3 separate regions of the Zea mays genome follow, and regions 2 and 3 are each linked to region 1. Evidence: chromatin contacts called from public Hi-C data. All regions are on one chromosome and are shown on one strand. Each heading gives the region's core, a stretch centred on a gene start, on an enhancer-like site or on the middle of the called end of the contact. The rest is flanking DNA. Distances are from core to core; before and after follow the strand shown. Region 1 holds the start of LOC100191389 (Aminotransferase-like plant mobile domain family protein). Region 2 holds the start of LOC103637892 (STOREKEEPER protein). Region 3 holds the start of LOC100283147 (tyrosine specific protein phosphatase family protein).

Region 1 (2,700 bases), core at 79-2,578:
CTTGCACCATGGGACCCGCCATGCATCACCACGAGGACGTCAGCCACGAACCACTGCAGGGATAAGAACAACAAGTGGCATGGAGCGCTACTTCACGCAACCAGAAGAAGGGGGTCCGGGCAACAGATGAAAGACTTCTTCTCTCTCTCTGAAGAAGGAACAATGTAAGCTCTGACCCTTGGGATATAAAAGGGAAGGATCCTCTTCCTCTCATAAGGATAGGCACACAAGCACACTTGTCGTAACACGTTCAAAGCAATACTATGATCAACACTACACTGGAGTAGGGTGTGAATCCGAACCAGTATAAACCCCATGTCCCAAATTCTTCATTTGAGTCCCAGCGATTTACCATTCGGAGTGAGTCCACGCTAGCACCCCTCGCGAACACAAATCTTACTGCACCCTGTTTTCCGGAACCACGACAAGAACAATATTCTTGGCTGAACGGTTGTTGTTCCATCTATAGTACACAATTTGTACATTCACTTGAAATTGTCACAAAGAGAAATTTGTTTATAGTTCAGAAGAAAAGTGTTATAGCTTTATGAGATAAAAATTCTAAGTTCTTGCAATTGCTCTAGGTTTAAAGTGAAAATGGTTTCTAGTTTTAGAATTATTCAACCTTAATAAAAATAAATAAAATTGTTCCATTTACTTATTTACAACACAAATTAGGTAAATATTATTATTGTTCTCTTAGGGGGTGTTTGGATCCATTTATTTTGGAAGAATTAGAATTTACTTAATAAAGTAACCTATTTAGCTTGGAGTTTAACATTCCAACACTTTTCAAAGTTTAAATATAAGTTTATCTCAAATTCATGGGGTGGAGGATGAAAAATGATTTTATGCATCAATAGAATTTGTTTCTACCCTATAATTGATAGGACAATCTTCGACTCACTCATCTATATTAAAAATGTAGTACATAAATATCTCCGACATCTTGCTAATAATAGTATACAAATATATTTTGTATAAAACTAAATTAGCTTAATGATATATGCCTAAATTACTATTATTAGAATAAAATTCAATTCTTAGAATAAAACGAGACGTTATTTGAAATCAATACCCGACTACCCATGAGAAGTATCCATTGGAGAGAATAAATACGAAATCAATAAGAATAAAATGAGAGAGAAAAACGAAGAATTGTTTTTTAAAATGTGAAAAAAAGGACCCAAGAGAAGGCTCGTGCGGGTACGCTTTCCTGGGCCCAACAACCCCGGACCTGGGCTGTACGTCGCATCACGGATTGACGCTTCACCCCGTGTGCGTTCTGTGCCCCCCCAGGACTGGGTGGGCTGCCGCTGCCGACGCAACCTACGCCGCAGCCCTAGCCAGAGCCGAGGCCTTCATCGGTATCTTCTCCGGCGACGAGCACCCACAGGTATTTCCACCCCTTTCTCTTCCCTTCTGTGCGAAACCGAGCACCCAAACCCTAACTTAAATCAATTTGGCTATTTGATGCATACTAGCTTCGAACATTTTGCAAAAATTATCGGCTGTTCATGTGTTCATCGATGTCCCTTTACTGGGTCTACCCCTGGTGCTAGTAGTTCCAGTAGCAGCTGCTAGCCGCTTCTGTTTACAGTATTTGTTTCGATGAACACGTGAAAGATAATTTGAGAAGTAACCCTGTGGATGAACACTCGAACAATTGCTAAGCGACAGTTCCTTCACAAGCTAAGGTTAGTGATAATAATCAGCCTTCCAGACAATGGATCATGATCGTAAAATCAAATTGTAATTTCATTGAATATTTTGTTATTCCCATTATGTCACGCATGCCCAAGCAATTTCAATCAATATCGATAATGTGACTTCTTTTATTTTGACTGAGCATTTTTTTTCTGGCTTGGGAAATCGGAACAAGTTGAAAGATTTTGGCTCCACCACTGGCACCTGCATCATGGAGACGTGTCTGCAATGGTTCTATGTTTTATTGGATTGATGTTTGGATTTGTAGCACCTGAGTTCATTAGGTCTTTTCTTGAATTCAGCATTTCAGTGTCTAATATATTATCTTGAATAATATTATGAACTTCAACTTCTGTTTTCTTGGGTGTTCTATTCTTTTATTTTGGGTATCCTATTTTGGCAGCATCCTGCTGCCTTGTTTTTTAGTGTGGGTCTGGGATTTACGTTAGGGTGGTACTTTCAGAACATTCGTTTTTGAGTGTGGGTCTGGGGTTCATGTTGGGGTGGTACTTTGAGAACATTCCTTTTGCCTGTGGAATTTCTACTGCTCACTGAGTAAAGGTGAAAGCACAACTGAGCTCATAAGGGCTCATGAGATGGTGAAAGAAGCAGACCACGTGACAATTTAACAGAGTGCTGGACTGAGCTATTGGTATCAGATACATGTGCTATTTAGCAAGGGGAAGAAAACTAATGATAGGTGGGTAAACTCAGCCTTAGAAAATCTGTTGCCCTATCCTTTGCTTACCTATTCTTTACAGGCAGCGACCTATCTCGTGTTTCTTAAACCCAGCTACCTTGGCAAATAGTTCTATTCCAGGACATTTGACCAAGCCTATTACTTATTTTACCTAGTAACTGACCGGTGCTTTTGTGAAAAACACGTATCAACTATCTCGTGCTTGGCTATTTCTGGCACCTTGCCCTGGCTAGACATGTGAATCCCCTCACCACCAATCTAACTACAAGGTCTTTTTTCGAATGGCCCCGTAT
Region 2 (2,700 bases), core at 157-2,656, 150 kb before region 1:
GTGAATAGAGCATGCCAGTTTTCCGATGTAAGTTTAACATCATTTGCACCTTAACCGAAATGTAAACTGATGATAAACGCAAAGAAAAACAGTCTAATTAGTCCAAGCAATTGAAACAACAGAACTAAATTGATCTCTCTCACAGATCACAGAGAATGGTAAAATCTGTACCCAAGTTAAGGCCCTAGGCCTTTGATGGCATCGATGAGCAGGCCATAGACCTCCTTTTCCAGATCATGGCGGCGCATCTGCATGCGCATATCTGCCTCAAGCTGTCGCCTCCATTTGACCTCGGTGTCACTAGCCTCCTGCGACCCAAGCAGCGCCAACCCCTTCTCCAGTGACACACCTGACATGGTCTGCCCGTTCAGCCTCCAGTACTCTCCAAGCACCTCCTTAACCATAGGAAGCTTCACGGCCCCCTCCCTATTCCCGTCAATGTCGTCTGCATCGGCGGCCTCCTCGGCAGCGTTCTCTTCAGGGCGCGTGAGCTCGGCGCCCCAGAGGGCTGCGCCCAGGTCGCGCAGCCGGTGCTCGTGCGCGGTGCTGGAGTCACCCGGCACGGAGTGCTGGAACTTGCTCTTGAGGCGCTTGAGCTTGTAGTACACCTTGGCCTGGTCGAGATGCGGTGCGAGGGAGTCCCTGATGGAGTCGAACAGCTCGCCCATGTCCGGGAGGCGCGGCGCAATGCCGGTGCGGTCCTTGAAGGCGGCAGCGCCCGTGAGCAGCGCGATCTCGTCGGCCTCGCTCCAGAGCTTCTGGACGGCGCCCGCGCTGCCACGCCCCGCGCCGGACGACGGGGCCGCGGCGGCGGCGGCGGAGACCGAGGCCATGGCCGTGGCGAGCGTGGCGGAGTCCGGGAAGGAGCGCGGCTTGGGCTTGCGGTCGCTCTTGCGGGAGGGCGCGGCGGAGGCGTGGTCCGCGGAGCCCTCGCGGCGGGAGCTAGGGTTAGGGTTCGGGGAGCGGCGGCGGCCGCGGGACTTGGAGCGGGAGGTGCGCTTCTTGGAGCGCGGGGTGGAGGGACGGAGGCGCGCGGTGGCGGCGGCGGCGGCGGCGGTGGCGGAGGCGGCTTCGTCCATGGCGTGCGGGGACGGCCGCTTGGAGGGCATCGGCGGCGCGGGGGGGCGAGGGCTCGGGAGGCGGGCGATTCGAATTTCGGCAGGGCTCGGGACGGGAAGGGGATCGGGAAGCCGAGGCGGAAGGGGAAGAGGAGTCCGGTGGGCAGCGGCGCAGGTTGCAGCACTCCGGACGGAGTCGGGGCTCGGGAAGGGAGCGGCGGCGCGCGGCGTGGCGCGCGTGGCGAGTACTCGAGTTGCGGCGGGCCGGTTGACAAGCTGCGAACCTGACAAGTGACAACGGTACGGTTTCTTCGTGCGTTTCGTCGCGGCAGCTCCGTCGGCATGCCCCCGTGTCGCTCGCGCTGTTCCACTTCCAAAGCCTGCGCTCCGAGCGTGACGTCACTCGCACGGCGCGGTGGCTCACCCTGCCGCTGCTGCAGGCTGCTGATCGATCGAACGCCTGCTCTGGATTTTTGACATGTGTCTACCTGTTAATGATCGATGTGTTGTTTTTTTATGATCGGTATGTATGTGATTGAAGCAGATAAAAAAGAGCTTAAGCTAGTTTGAAAACCACATTTTTCCAAGGGTTTTCATTTTTCTCAAGTAAAATTAGTTCAATTTCTTTGAGAAATTTGAAATTCCACGTAAAAATGGGGTTGTTAAACTAGCCCTAAGTCAGTCTACGCTTTTAACGGCATCTGCAATTTAAGATGTACTAGTTGGTAAACACCGGCAGCCAGCAGCAGGCCTGCTCTGAGCTCTGGAGTCCATGGTGACCAGATTCTGAATCATGAGTTCATGACTTAAGTGGCCGTTGCGACTTTGAGGTGCGCTGGACTGGACTGGACTTGCTCGACTGAGGGAATGGAGCCGTGCATTTGCGAGGCGAAAATATCACATGGTCGTGGTCTGCCTCTGAGGGGAACGGAGTTTCCCATCGCTTTGGGACTGGAAAATATCGCGAATCCTGGGGAAAAAAAATATTTGTGTCCACCTCCCTCTCACCCGTCGCGCGCAGAGCCAAACCAACGACTACACCATCGATGTCGGCCGCCGAACCGGAAGCCCATGCGGCCTCCGACGGCTTTGACCGGCGGCGGCGCGAGCTGCAAGCGTTCGACGACACCAAGGCGGGCGTGAAGGGGCTCGTGGACGCCGGCGTCACGGCCATTACGGCCATCTTCCGCCACCGGCCCGCCGGAGTCCCTGGAGGCGACGACCTCGTGCCCGCCGCCGTCCCCCACCGGCGAGGCCGCCGGCATCATCCCGGTCATCGACCTCGCGGCTGCGCCGCGACAAGAGGTGGCCGCGCGGGTGAGGCGCGCGGCCGAGACCGCGGGGTTCTTCCAGGTGGTCAACCACGGCGTGCCGCGGGAGCTCATGGCCGCCGCGCTCGCCGGGGTGAGGCGGTTCAACGAGCAGCAGGCGGAGGCGAAGCGCCGCTTCTACACCAGGGACACCGCGCGCAAGGTGAGGTTCACCTCCAACTACGACCTCTTCCAGTCGGCGGCCGCCAGCTGGCGCGACACCCTCTTCTGCGAGCTGGCGCCCGACCCGCCGCGCCCGGAAGAGCTGCCCGAGGCTGTCAGGTACCGAGTTTCTGATCCGTGCTCCATACTACCGCGATATATACTGTATA
Region 3 (2,700 bases), core at 107-2,606, 180 kb after region 1:
AAAATGAATACTGTTTTGGAACAGAGGGAATACAAGATACAAAAAGTAGAACACGATGGGAGTTCTAAAAAGAAATATTGATCTGAATAACTCAAAGTCATTGCATGCTTTGCCTATTCTGCAGAAACAGCGAAAGATCACCATAGCATGAAACCAAAAATAAGAAGAAAAAAATCACAAAAGGAAACGAAAAGAAATAGAAATAAAGGCAACACATGGAGAGCTCCAAGCCAAAAGCGGTGATGCGTACACGCTGGTAGTGGACTAGTGGTAGGCTTGAATTCATAGGAACCCAACAAATAAAAAAACACTTGAGAATATCGGGAAAAGAGTCAGCAGCACAGCTGGCTTGATTAATCAAAGCAATGCTGAAAGGGACCACCACCGATTCACCGTGAATTTTGAAAATTCTCCAGATAACACTGCCTGCCTACGTGAAGAGGATTTATGGCCCCTTTCACGCAAGTCGGTTACAATAACAAATACTCCAATTTTCTTTGAAGTAGAAGTGCAGCAAATACTACTTAAATTAGGATACACAACACGACATATGATCAACAACGTCGGCTCGGGGCAAACAAGCCGTGCATCATGATTGTTACCTAAAGCAAACCATAATTTAATCTCTCCAGAGTAATTATACGCCTCCATGAACCATCGCTAACCGACCGCAAAGCAGCAGAAGATTTCGTTGAAAACACGTGGCCCGATTGTTAATTGATTTAGGATTTACCTTGCGCCCCTCGATTCCGAACTGGTGGAGCCTGATCCCATTCTTTTCTAGGAACTCCGTGTTCGTCCCCGGGTACGGCTCCGGGCACAGGTACCTGGCGCGCTGGAACGGTTCAGAGCGCCGCACGAGCACAGTGATTCGAGAGACGGCGCCGGCATGGGAGAGAGCGAAAGAGACGCTTACACGATGGAGCGGAGGTTGAGGGACTTGAGGAACCGGAAGTTGGCGGTCCCTGGGAATCCGGAGCGGAAGATGCCGTCGTCGACCACGGCGAAGTTGAGCGGCGGCACGAGCGCCGCCTCGTCGAACGCTGGCGGCGGCGGCGGGAGCGACGGGGGCAAGGGGCAGATCCTTGGCGGCTTCTCGTGCTTCCACAGGTCCAGGCCGCTCATCTCCATGGCCTCCTCCCTCTGCTGCGCCTCCAGCACCCGCTGTTTGGGCTTGGGCATGACCTCCAGCTTCATGGCCGCGGGGCGGTGAGGGAAGGGCCCTAAAACCGAGGCACGGCGCGCGGGTGGGTGGTTTCTTTGTGGGCAATTTGGCCGTTATTTATAGGGAAGAAGGCGAAAAACAAAAGGTAGCATGAGAGGTTTTTGCCTAGAAAATATCGTGTGCAATCAGGTTGATGTTTAATCATCTAGTAGATCCAATTACAACTAAGGGCTCTTTTGGCGCGACTCTTTGAACGACTCTAGCTCGGACTTATCATAAAGCCCTACCTAATGGTAAAATATTCGGTTTCTCGTCGAAAGCCCTTGAAAAAGTAGAGTCGTTTTTGTGTTGAAAGATAGAGCACAAAAACATGGCTTCTATTTAGGGTGGAAACGAGCCAAGCCAATCTCGACTCGGATCGTTGCGGCTCGGCCATGTAACGAGTTGAGCTCGGTCTAACAAGCCTGAAAAGTTGGCTCATGAGTCGGCTCGCCGAGCCAACGAGCTTGGCCATAAGCATAAACTTACATCCAAATTATAATATAAAATTTCAAAATTAATTTAAATAACATATTTTAAATTAGTATTGATTTCGCACATATCAGATACTCATCGGGTAACGAGTATGGACAATAGATATCCATACGCGCGAAAAAATATTTGTGAATATTTTATTATATTCATACTCATATCTATAGATAATAAATTCTATCATATCTGTATCCGATGGATAATTACTTGTGGATATTTATCCATACACGTACTCACTCCCATCCCTAATTTTGAGAGTGAAAGGGGGGTGGTGATTTGATTATGGAGCACGTAATGTTATGAAATATTATGGAGCAATGAACTATATGAATGTTTTTATGGTCGACATATGTTTCATGGACTAAGAATTGAATTTATATTCCTGCTGAATTAGTGACCACAGGAAATATCATACCCCCACAAATAGTCCCCATATCACCTTGATAGAAGCGTCCACGGGAAAGAGGCCCACATAACCTATAACTAATATACAGTATATACATAGGACCGGTATGAACAGATATTCGCGCTGCAGCTTCAGTGATTTGTGACGGAAAAACAACACGGTTCGAATATTGCGGCTGGAAGGTCGCCGATGGTCCTTATCGACCGTTACGGTAGTTATCCACTGTCTCATAATCTATACTATATTTAAAGTATCAGTTTAAACAGTCGTTCCACGTCATCTTTTTACAAATAACCCCTCACAGCTATTTCAAATTAATCCGTTGCACGACTATAGATGGTCAAACGGCGGTCTAACTAAGTGTGTGTTTGGCATGGCTCTGCTCCACCCCAGAGCAGCTGTACTCCAAAACTCCGGGTGGAGCAGCTCTGCACCAGAGTTTAGATTGTTTCTAATAATCGGTGGCAATGGGGGGTAAATAACTCCAAACTTCATGTCTAGGTTGCTTTTTTGGAGTTTCCAGAGTAGCAAAATAGGTACTCCAAAAAATTGTATTGCAGCTCCAAAAACTCCATAGAGTTTATGACTCTGGAGTTAG

The links. A called contact is a pair of places that touch in the nucleus more often than the background predicts.
Region 2: a Hi-C map of ear shows a contact between it and region 1, with 3 times the contacts expected there. The contact joins the promoter of LOC103637892 here to the promoter of LOC100191389 in region 1. A contact is called at or near these places in 11 of 25 Hi-C or Micro-C datasets (bundle sheath, ear, endosperm and 4 more) and 1 of 3 datasets of contacts at active chromatin or transcription factors (leaf).
Region 3: a contact with region 1 is called in a Hi-C map of leaf, with 6 times the contacts expected there. The contact joins the promoter of LOC100283147 here to the promoter of LOC100191389 in region 1. A contact is called at or near these places in 12 of 25 Hi-C or Micro-C datasets (bundle sheath, ear, endosperm and 3 more).

What each region holds. Positions count from the first base shown.
Region 1 is chr9:9,950,174-9,952,873 of Zm-B73-REFERENCE-NAM-5.0, forward strand. It overlaps LOC100191389 (Aminotransferase-like plant mobile domain family protein), which reads left to right and starts at 1,329. Exons shown (of 4, transcript NM_001136823.2): 1 at 1,329-1,396.
Region 2 is chr9:9,804,426-9,807,125 of Zm-B73-REFERENCE-NAM-5.0, forward strand. LOC103637892 (STOREKEEPER protein) reads right to left here and starts at 1,407. Exons shown (of 2, transcript XM_008660910.4): 1 at 172-1,407. The coding sequence starts at 1,109. The coding sequence ends at 177. It also overlaps the pseudogene LOC111589253.
Region 3 is chr9:10,130,612-10,133,311 of Zm-B73-REFERENCE-NAM-5.0, forward strand. It overlaps LOC100283147 (tyrosine specific protein phosphatase family protein), which reads right to left and starts at 1,357. Exons shown (of 5, transcript NM_001156049.2): 1 at 917-1,357; 2 at 734-827. The coding sequence starts at 1,197.